4 separate regions of the Sus scrofa genome follow, and regions 2, 3 and 4 are each linked to region 1. The links are chromatin contacts, called in public Hi-C maps. All regions are on one chromosome and are shown on one strand. The core of a region is the stretch at or near the end of the contact, and the rest is flanking DNA. Distances in the headings are between cores, read along the strand shown.

Region 1 (2,568 bases), core at 37-2,536:
TTATTAAAGTTCTTCCTCTTAAGGATTGAGTGAGAGCTCCGTGTAGTATCTGGAGCACTTTGTCAAGGTTGCATTCCTTGGCAGAGAGCTCTTAGTAACTTTACAGAGAACAAAACTCTTTCTTTTCCTTTTTTTTTTTTTTTTTTTTTTTGGTTCCGAGAGCAAAAGTCAGTGTTCCAAAAAGCAACTGCCTGCCGGTTCAATGTCATGTGCCCCCACCCCCACCCCCACCCCCACCCCCACGTCGCTCTCGCTCGTCCCTGCCTAAAACGTGATGCCTGTGCTCCTTCGAAGCCGAGTTGCCAAAGGTAAACACGACTGTCACTAATGCAGATGCCCCGCTTCTGGAAGGTGGCCCCTGATTGGACTTTTAAAGAAAAAGGGCTGCTTGGGCGACAAGGACTTCCTCCGTGCCCTTCCACCCCAATCCCGCGCTCGCCGCCCCCTCCCCCGCCCCCGGGTAGAAACTTCGGATGGGGTCCGGAAGCCTCCCGCCCCCCCCAGCCCCCCGAAACTGCCCGGCTTTCCTCTCGCCGCCCTGCTCTGCTCTCCCGGGCAGGGCAAGGGAGCCTCTCTCCCGCCGGCTTCCTGCTCCGGGATCGGCCGAGCGCTTCCTCGGCGCGACCGGCCGAGCGGAGCAAGTGTACGCCGACCCCCTCCCTGCCGCCGCCGGCCGGGGCTCTGCCTGGGCTCCCGGCTCCGGGAGGTTCCCTCCCGGTCCGCCCCTGGTCGCCCCCCGGCCGGCCCGCTCCCGCGCCCGGCGAACGCACGACCTTCCCGGGCGGGTGCAGCTGGAGGGCGGCAGGTTCCCCCCGCGCGGTCGGAGACCCGTGCCCCCCACCCCGCCCCCCAGGCCAGCACCCACCTGCTTCCGCGAAGGTGATGATCTCCGAGGTCTGCTCCATGAGTTCATTCATTTCCGCCCTCCTCCCGATGTCGTCCTCCAGCTCCACGTACCCGTTCTCCCCCACTTTGCCCACATGAAGCTTTCTGATCGCGTTCAGAAGCGCCGCCTTGGGTACCGGCTGGGTGACATCGGGTCTCTTCTTCAAGTGCAGCATGTTTAAAATGTGCTTCTTGACGGCTTCCACCATCTCCGGCTGAGAGTTGGGTACATCCTTTGGGAGGGTGGCCAGCGCACAGGACGGGCAGTCCGGGGCTGCGCTGTGCCCCCCGGATCCTGGGGTGGGGGAACTCCTCACTATAATCCAGCAACTCGCCAACAAAAATCCTCTCAGCCAAAGCAAGGGCATCCTGGCAGCCAAAGTTGTGGTGACGGCCCTTTTAAAAGGCTCCGCTCTTCCTCCCCCTCACGCACGGGTTTTTTTTTTTTTTTTTTTTTTTTTTTTTTTTTTTTGCTTTTTTTTTTTTCTCTCTCTCTTTCCTTTTTGGGGTTTTGGTGTGTGTGTGTGTGTTTTGGTTGGTTTGTTTGTTTGTTTTTGTTTGTTTGTTTCCTGTCTCCTCTTCAGTCAATTCTCTGGAACAAGAACAAAAAGTTTGCTGTGAAGTTTGTTTGCAGGTTCCCTCTCTGGATGCAGTCGGGGCTGTAGGTTTGTGGCTGTCAGGGAGGAGAGTAAGAGAGAGGGAGGGAGGGAGGGAGGGAGGGGGGAGAGACGGGGGGGGGGAGACAGAGACAGAGAGAGGATGGGAGGGAAGAGAGACGGGGAGGGAGGGGGGGGGAGAGGGGGAGAGAGGGAGCGATTGGCCCCGAGTGAGTGAGTGAATGGGAGAGGGAGGGAGCCGCGCTGCGAGTAAAGGCTGAGATTAGGAAGGGGAGGGACCGCCCGCTCTGACGGGCTGCTCGCCTGCTGCTCGCGGCTCCCTCGCACACACCTCTCTGCACACACCACCCGCCGCCCGAGGTCTGCTTCCCCTCCGCGAGGAAACGCTCCTGATTTTGGGCCACTTCTCCTTTCCCTCCCTTGCTTTCTCTGCCCAGTCCCCTTGCTTCACCTTCTTCCTCTTTTTTTTTTTTTTTTTTTTGGCGGGGGGGGGGGGAAGCAAAGCCCAGACACAGACGCCCTATCTCAATCAATCCACCGAGAGGACCCGCCGGAACCAGCCTGGCCCAGCGCCCCTCCACCTGCCGAGCCACCGACTCAGGGGTTCGGACACCCCCGGCGGGAAGGTGGGGTTCAGGGTCCCCGGAGGGGGCGGACAGGTGATGGAGGGCTTGGGAAGAGGGGCCAGCCCATCCTCCTGGGCTGAGGGAATCCTGCAGAGCGCCCCCCCCCGCCCCCCTCCCCCGCCCTTCATTCATAGTTCAGTGTTCAGGGCCGTCCACGCTGGCGGGCGATCAGAGATCAGAGAACTTTTGTTTGGGGTCATGTCACAGACTCTACTTTTCCCCAAATGCAAAAATGCAGCCGGGCATTGGAAGATCCACAGGCAGGCGGGCTGGCAGGCAGCGTGGTCCACGCTCCTGTCATGTGCAGCTCTGCACCCTCTCTTAGCCGTGCCCCTTCTGCCCTGCACACACACGCACAGATGACAGCTTACCACCGCTGGCCCTGACTGACTGCACAGATAAAACGCACAAGTCAGTTGGCCTTTCCCACATTATTTTAT
Region 2 (2,568 bases), core at 34-2,533, 980 kb before region 1:
CTTCGCATTGTGGGTCATTAACACAGAATTCCACGATGTGGCGTCTTGCAGTTACTTCACTCGTTCCCCCAAGTACTGAATGACAGCCGCTCTGCTGTAGAGAGCCCAAGCCTGCAAAACACCACGCAACATCTGATCTAACCATTCCAGTGGCCAAAGTGTACTGACAAATCCAGAACCGCCCTTTGCCTCAAAGGTTTCCTTTTAAAGCATCTAGTGTATCAAACTAGAAACAGTTCCCTTGGCCTTGTGCACTCCGACTAGTTCCGTTTTGTACTGGAGCTAAAATGTCAATTTATGTCATTAGTTTGAAGACCTCTTCATATAACAGTACTTAGGGTTTCAAGCATGGTTTCACCTTAAAATCCTAGCCCAGCTTTGCTGAGTGAGATAGAACTCCTTTCTTCCTGGATTTTATCGGCTGTAATTTAGGATTGAATTGTAGGTGTGCCTCAAGCTATGGGTATATGCTTCTTCCAGGCATGGGGAAAAACCAACCAACCCACCCCACACCTGAGTCCCTGAAGCAGGAGCAGGCCATAGTGGCCTCATGAAAACCTCCTAGACCTGGTTCCTTCCCTTCTGAGATGTTTCATTCTCTCTGTCGTCTACTTCAGTTATTTCTAAGTGCACTCTCTCTCCTTTACTGGGAGTAGCAAGCCCGTCCTGGACAGTATTTACAGTAACCCCAGTATCCTTCACAGCCCAGCAGTGGCCTGAGGATTTGCCACTTGCTTGCTGGAAATGACAGGAATCCCCCGAACTTTTCTGATTTTTCTCCTTGATGACTAGTTACCCCTCATAAAATGCAAACATGCCTTTAGGGGAAGGAGTTCACCCCAGCAACCTTTTAATAGCCTCTTGACCTTAGTGTTACACCTCCGATGCCTAAACTATTTAAAGTAAATCTTGAAGCGGGAAAATCCTTCAAGTTGGGGGAGGGGCGTTTGGAAAGTCTCCCCCTGTACGACCCCTTATTCACTCTCGGGGGGAGGAATCCGAATGTCCGATAGAACCAGTTGGGATGCTTTCTGTAGCCGTCATGCCCGGGGCAGTGAGTTAAAGGGTCCTCTGCCAGGAAGTTATGACATTCCTCTGCCCTCTCCCCATTTGCTCTGAAACCGGTGCGCCTGAGATCTGGAAGTTCACGAACCCTTCGCTAGGAGTGGGAAGACCAGAGCAGAGTGCCAGGGGGCAGCGAGGGCAGGAGGTGAGCGCGCTGACCCGGAGGCAGAGGCTTTGGTCCCTTACAGCCTCATCCCTGCTCCGCCCGCTTCCTGGACCCGCCCGGCTCGGTGTCGGGGGCTGTGCGCCCTCTGCTGGGCAGAGCAACACACGCGGCCGCCCCACCGCGCCCGGCCCGCAAGCTTCTGCCAACACCGGGAGGGTTTCTTCCCCGGGGATGCCCTGTTCCTGCCAGGTGACGGTCATGCACACAGAGACTCGTGTTTGTTTGGCATTAACTTCAAGTCTCATCTGGGCAGAAACAAAGAAGAACTCATGTGATGCTCACTCCCGTCACCTTCGCCCTCACCCACTTCCTCTCTGTGCCCGGTGTGGCTTTGGTCCTGTTCTGTCGGCACTCCGTTCAACGGGACTGCACACCGTAGTTGTAGATCTTTGTGTTCAGAGCACATGGAATCACAAGAGGAATCACCCATTAACTCACACCTTCTATTTATTAACAAATGTCACCTTGGGGGTGGGGGGCACAGACGATTTTTGACGTATTTGAACACTTTTCCTTACATTTAATATAGTGCTTTCTAATATTCATGTTTCACTTTCAGGGCTGAAATTTTTATTTGAATTTCATGCGTGTGTTTATTATTTATTTATTTATTTACTGGTCATTCAACAAACACCATATGTACCAGGCACAGTGCAGGGCTATGTAGAGCGTTAGGAGATGGAGGACAGAAGAGACACCTAGGATCTAGTTCAGACTAGAGGGGGACTTTCAGATTCGACATGAAAGGGCATTCATACAAAAAGGGACAAGTTGTTTGGGAAACAGAAGGGTCGGGATACAGAGGGGCAGACATTAAGATTTACTTTCTCGGGTGGGAGAGGTACCCGCTGAGAGGTGTGTGTGTTTGCCTGTTGGACAAAGGGGGGCATAGCAGATGGGAGGTGGTGGAAAGAAGGGATGGTATATGCGTGACTCAGGAAGGGCAGAGTCTGGAGTTCCCTCGTGGCGCAGTGGAAACGAATCCGACTAGGAACCATGAGGTTGCAGGTTCCATCCCTGGCCTTGCTCAGTGGGTTAAGGATCTGGTGTTGCCCTGAGCTGTGGTGTAGGTGGCAAACGTGGCTCGGATCTGGCGTTGCTGTGGCTGTGGTGTAGCTGGCAGTTGTAGCTCTGATTCGACCCCTAGCCTGGGAACCTCCATATGCTGTGGGTGCGGCCCTCAAAAGACAAAAAAGGACGAAAGAAAGGAAGGAAGGAAGGAAGGAAAGAAAGAAAGGCGGCAGAGCCTTTTGAGAGAACGGAGTCCGAGAAGTGGGGAGCAGAACGAGGCTAGAGCGGTAGTCTACAGCCAGCTTGCGAAGGGCCTCATCTAGCAC
Region 3 (2,568 bases), core at 39-2,538, 840 kb before region 1:
CTTCTGGTCATCGCTCTTAGGAATCCGAGACCAGTGGCCTTGTGTCTCCGAAGCATCCCTTGAGAGAGAGATGGTTTTCCTGGGTGGGAGAGTGGATGCTCACGAAGAGCGTTACCCATGCTTAACCCAGGCAAGGCCATGGCACCGGAGCAGGGGGAGCGGGGGAGCAGGCAGGGCTGGAAGACTCAGCCTTGGGGTCCAGCCGCCAGCGTGGAGGAGCTCTGTCAGATCTCAGAAACAGCATCCAGACTTGATTATAACGTCTCTTTGTGGGTCTTTTGAAGCTTTGTATTCTTTCTTCCCTTGCCTCACAGAGTTCAGATCTATTTTCACGTAAACAGAAATGATTCCTCCTCGCTGAGCACTTCATTGTCGGTGGCATTGTGGAATGTTCTAGGGAGGGGGAAACGGGGCCAATTATGAAGCAGAAATTTCTCTTCGGCTTGCGTGTTTATATGAAAATGCCAAAGCCACCAGCTGTTACAAGAGCAGGCCTCGGCAAGCCCTCTTTCCAAGTGTCCTGCAGCTCACACACAGCAGGGGGAGATAAATCCAGGAGGCAGGATTAGAAGATGCAACCCCCCCCCGCCCACGTGTCATCCTGCATTCATGAGTGATGGGAAATTTAGGGAGTATGCACCTTGGTGTCCCTTTCATTTCAGAAAGAAGTCCCCAAATTACAAACATGGAAACGACAAGCCAAATGTGAACCTTTCCCTACTAAACAACGTAGCTCAGCTTACCCCTAAAGATTCGTCAATAGAGAGAAGGTAGATTGAAAAAAAAATTAATTTCCACATTCCTATTTATAGGACGTTTGAGACAAACAGCCGTCGGTGTTACTGTTACCTCATTGGCCTTTTTTAGCCATCAGGAGAGTCTGCATATGTCTTTTACATTCATGGAACGCAGTTCAAACTTCAGGAATTCGGTTCCATAGCAGGACCTGAGCAGAGATGATATATATCTTCTTGTTTGGCTCTCTTTATACTGCTTTATTCTTTTCTTAAAAAAAATATAAATGGTATATTAGGACTGATGGAAAAACCAGATCTGACAGGAAGGTTACTTAAAAAAAAAGGAAGGTTACTTAAAACAATTCTTCTGGAATCATTCACGAGTAGGGTGGAGTAGACTTTAAAAACAAAACAACGTAATCCTGGAGATTGTATTTTTTTAAATGAAACTTAATTGGAGCCGTTTCACGGAATTGAACCGGGAAAGGCGTCTACGCTGTCGACACTTCCCTTGGAGGTAACGCCAGCCCAGTTTCCTCCCTCTGCGGCCTGATAGCCAAGGTGAGCTGTCGGCTTCTTGGACCCGAGTGAGGCTGGAGCTGGCCCTGACACCAGCTCCCCGAAGCGCACTGCAGGCTGTGGCAGCACCTTTTCGTCTCAGGAGAGACGTCTCCCAGTTGGGCCGCAGGCTCATCCTTCCCTCTTAATCCCAGTTGTAGAGGCTCTTGGTGCTCAGGGTGGCTCAAGTTATGATGAGAATGCCACTGACTTGTTTCTTAGTCTCCTTTGCCTGCGTGTAGCAGTAGGGTCCCTGAGTCCTCAGGAGGCACAAGTGACAGCTTCCTCCATATTTGGCTTTTTGAATCTAACCGTCGTCCGTTAATATCCCCTCATCTGCAGTGAATTCCAGGACACAGAATTACAGTTCTCTTCCTAGCCTATTTTCCTACATCTTGAATTGTGAAGTGTTCCAGTTTGGGGAAAAAAAAAAAAAAAAAGCGTCATTTAAACACACTGGTCTTCAATCAGAGCCATAGGGACTACAAACCAAAGGAAGCCATTCTGGTTGAAATACCAGCACTTGTCTATGAAAAGGGGGTCTTTTCATTAAAAAACAAAACCACACCAGCCTTTGCCTGAAGCTGGTTCGTGGGCTCTTTGCTTGGCCATCCCCTAAATCCTCTGCCTGGGACCCAGAGGCAGTGACTGATACTTTCAGGGCAGGATGTTTGAACAAGGAAAACAAAACTTGTGTGTTTCCCCGGAAATAAAAATCAACCAGGAGTTCCCATTGTGGCTCAGGGGGTTAAGAACCCGACTAGTATCCATGAGGATGTGGGTTTGATCCCTGGCCTCTCTCAGTGGGTTAAGGATCTGGCGTTGCTGCAAGCTGCAGCATAGATTGCTGATGCGGCTCAGATCTAGCGTTGCTGTGGTTGTGGCGTTGGCAGGCAGCTACAGCTCTGAATGGACCCCTAGCCTGAGAACTTCCAGGTGCCAAAGATGCAGCCACAAAAAGAAAAAGAAAAATCAACCAACTTACTTGTAAAGCTTCGCCTCGTCTCTGTGAGCATTTGAGCCAAAAGAAAAATTAAGTTTAGGGTCAGAGATTTTCAAACCAATAGAAAAGCAAATTTGACTCCTCTGTATCATTGGTTTCCATTGGCTTTCTTTAAAAGGGCATGGGAACTAATAACAAAGAAGACTGAAGGCAGGCAAATAAGAGGGCAGAAAACTGGAATTCATGAGTGAAAAAAATAGAGCGGATGCACTTATTTGAACAGTTTATGAAATGGTCTGGATCCTCCACTTTGGGCAACCGGGGCGCCTT
Region 4 (2,568 bases), core at 20-2,519, 670 kb before region 1:
GAAAGTCAAAGAATCGGCTCTGTGTGCCTGAAGCATGACTTTCCCCTCGGCCACTGGAGTCTAAATATTATCGATTATCTTTCCGAGACATCCGCTAAGCAAATTAACCCCCACGCCTGGATGTGTACACACATCGGCGCTGACATTCTCTGTTTTGTTTCGTGTGCTCTCTCGCATCGCTGTAATGGAAGTTCCACGCGAGTCTGACTTCTTTCTTCACGACTCTATCTCCACCACCTCACAGGGCCTGAGAATAAGTGGTGCCCCGTAAACATCTCTCTCAACGAATCATCCTCTGGTACCTCTGTCCTTCAACACTTAGCATTCTAGATTATTCTTGTGCTTTTTTCTCATTCTTCTTACCTCCTTCGGTAGTTCGCTTCGCCTATCCTACCGGCATCATCATCACTGCAAACATCACTCAGAACTGTCTGCACTTCTATTTCAGAATTTGAAGACCCACGACTCTCCATGGCAACAGCCTCCTGGCAATTATGCATCGGGCACAGGAGGGACCAACACCTGCACTTCAAGTTAAACATGTCCCAGCCTCCTTCAGGCAGGTGCTTCCTTTGCGAAATTCCCTTGTCAGGGCATTTTTCTATCCAGGGCATTTATGAAAAGGGACTAGGTCAGTTAGATAAAAAGAAAGTCATCAAATCACTTTCCTGGTGACATCATAAATCAGAGGCAGACATCATGTGATTTTCTAGCTCCCTGAGTTGCGCAGTGATTTCTAAGTGGCAAGAAACAAATTTCTCTAGTGTGAGCAGTTCTGTCACGGGCTGGAAAATATCTTTGGAAAATGTCTGACATACAGTAAGCACTCAGCATTTCTGGAATGCATGCGTGGTGAAATCCCCTGGATGCTTCCTTTCTCCTCCCTATGTTGGTGGCTTGAATGTGGGGATTTGTGGTAGAGTTAACTACATGTCCATAATTTTTTCCTCTGAAGCCCAGCTGTCCCTGTGTAGCCTCTGTCTTCCTGTACATAAAACATTCCCTGTGCATCTGGAGGCTCGAAGAAAGGACCGCGCCCGTCTGCACATGAAATCCGCAGTGCTCCAATCTGCACCTGCGGGCTGTGTGATCTGGAATATGTTTGTGTTTCCCGGTCACAGTTGGAGCCGTGAGATTTGACCTTCAGAAAGCAGTGGTTTGTTGAGAGCCTGTTCCTAGTTCTTTTTAAATCATGTGCATATTGTGAGAGCCGGACACCTCTGCCTACTGAAGGCTGGAGGAATGTGCCTTGAAGCCAAGTCTAGACAGAATTCCGAGGCAGGGGAGTCAGAGGGACGGGGAAATCACCGCTGGTCCATGCCAGCTCTCTGTCCTACAACTTTGCCATTTTTGTGTTTCTGGACTTTTGCCAATATGGGAGGCCCTTTGTGCCAAGAATGACCATAACAAGTGGGTTGGGGTTTCCACTGGAGGTTAATTTAAATGTTCCACCTTCCTTCAGCTCCTCATTTAGAGTGTGTCACATTTCCCGAGGCAACCTCAAGATTTCCAGGCCCCTGGTTTGCTGAGAAAAAGAGCAAGGGGAGGCCAAGCCATTCTACTTCATGTCTTAGTTTATAGCCACCTGTAATCAATCCTCAGATGACTGGGGATTTGCAAAAAACCAATTGAGCTGGGAACATACTACTCCCAACTGTCACTGTGATGAGCAAAGCACAGAGTCAAAGTGAGGGTGACAGACAGGACCTTTCCACCTCACCTTCTGCGGACGTGCCCTCCAGCTGAACAACTCCGGGCTGCACCGTCCCTGAACCACACAGCGGGCACCCCATTAAAAGCTGGCGCCCCAACCCTTGTGTGGTTCCTAGCCTTTATCTTAGGCTGCCTGTCTCCACCCGGTTCAAGGTCTGTGCCCCGAGGGCAGCACTTCCCAAGCATGTGACTTTTCTTATTTAGAACTGACTCTCCCACTCTCTCGGGATCCAATCTGTCCTGGAGTCCTGCTGACCTGACTTCCTGCTCATCCGCACCAGCCTTCACTGCTCACTGCGAGGGCACTGGTCCTGCCATCTCTCCCCTGGGCCACGGCAGTGGTCTTCTGCTCACCCTCGGACAGCCGCTCCATTCTCCTCACTGCGCCGAGGATCCACCACATGGACCTGGCCTTGCTCCTTCCTGCCAGACACTCTAACCTGTGGTCCCACCAGACAGGCTGTGGTCGACCTGACACTGCCCTCCGCACACACCCCTGCGGACTGCGATCTGCCTTTGCCTCCCTTTGTCCACCTCCTGGGCATTCCTAACTCGCTTCACTAACACTCGCTTCTCAAGAACGGCGTGAGGTTGTATGTTCTAGAAGTCTACTCAAATGCATCACCTTGGGACAAGTTCCGGTTTTTGTTTTTCTTTTTGTGTTTTAGGGCCACACCTGCAGCATATGGAAGTTTCCAGGCTAGGGGTCAAATCAGAGCTGTAGCTGCCAGCCACAGCGACAGCCACAGCAACGCAGGATCTGAGAGCCATGTCTGCGACCTACATCACAGCTCACGGCAGTGCCAGATCCTTAACCCACTGAGCCAGGCCAGGGATCGCACCTGTGTCCTCATG

Evidence for each region. A called contact is a pair of places that touch in the nucleus more often than the background predicts.
Region 2: a Hi-C map of embryonic fibroblasts shows a contact between it and region 1, with 2.9 times the contacts expected there. The contact joins the enhancer-like site here to the promoter of INHBA in region 1. A contact is called at or near these places in 3 of 5 promoter capture datasets (fetal liver, fetal skeletal muscle and liver) and 3 of 47 Hi-C or Micro-C datasets (embryonic fibroblasts, fetal heart ventricle and fibroblasts).
Region 3: a Hi-C map of retroperitoneal adipose tissue shows a contact between it and region 1, with 1.8 times the contacts expected there. The contact joins the enhancer-like site here to the promoter of INHBA in region 1. A contact is called at or near these places in 3 of 5 promoter capture datasets (fetal liver, fetal skeletal muscle and liver), 7 of 47 Hi-C or Micro-C datasets (embryonic fibroblasts, epiblast stem cells, fetal heart ventricle and 2 more) and 2 of 2 datasets of contacts at active chromatin or transcription factors (alveolar macrophages and skeletal muscle).
Region 4: a Hi-C map of embryonic fibroblasts shows a contact between it and region 1, with 3 times the contacts expected there. The contact joins the enhancer-like site here to the promoter of INHBA in region 1. A contact is called at or near these places in 5 of 5 promoter capture datasets (fetal liver, fetal skeletal muscle, liver and 1 more), 17 of 47 Hi-C or Micro-C datasets (brain, embryonic fibroblasts, fetal heart ventricle and 9 more) and 1 of 2 datasets of contacts at active chromatin or transcription factors (alveolar macrophages).

Annotation. Positions count from the first base shown.
Region 1 is chr18:52,888,402-52,890,969 of Sscrofa11.1, reverse strand. INHBA (inhibin beta A subunit) reads right to left here and starts at 1,286. Exons shown (of 6, transcript NM_214028.1-2): 1 at 866-1,286. The coding sequence starts at 1,253.
Region 2 is chr18:53,870,121-53,872,688 of Sscrofa11.1, reverse strand. The region is part of intron 12 of SUGCT (succinate--hydroxymethylglutarate CoA-transferase); the gene reads left to right. Among named protein-coding and RNA genes, the nearest start is that of SUGCT, 410 kb to the left of the region's middle. Within about 2 kb of position 1,283, at least 17 of the 83 cell types and tissues checked have an H3K27ac peak or open chromatin away from gene starts, as enhancers often do. A contact at or near this core is called in embryonic fibroblasts, where this site is marked.
Region 3 is chr18:53,726,666-53,729,233 of Sscrofa11.1, reverse strand. The region is part of intron 13 of SUGCT (succinate--hydroxymethylglutarate CoA-transferase); the gene reads left to right. Among named protein-coding and RNA genes, the nearest start is that of SUGCT, 560 kb to the left of the region's middle. Within about 2 kb of position 1,288, at least 6 of the 83 cell types and tissues checked have an H3K27ac peak or open chromatin away from gene starts, as enhancers often do. A contact at or near this core is called in fetal skeletal muscle, retroperitoneal adipose tissue and skeletal muscle, where this site is marked.
Region 4 is chr18:53,557,347-53,559,914 of Sscrofa11.1, reverse strand. No RefSeq gene overlaps it. Among named protein-coding and RNA genes, the nearest start is that of INHBA, 670 kb to the right of the region's middle. Within about 2 kb of position 1,269, at least 12 of the 83 cell types and tissues checked have an H3K27ac peak or open chromatin away from gene starts, as enhancers often do. A contact at or near this core is called in embryonic fibroblasts, where this site is marked.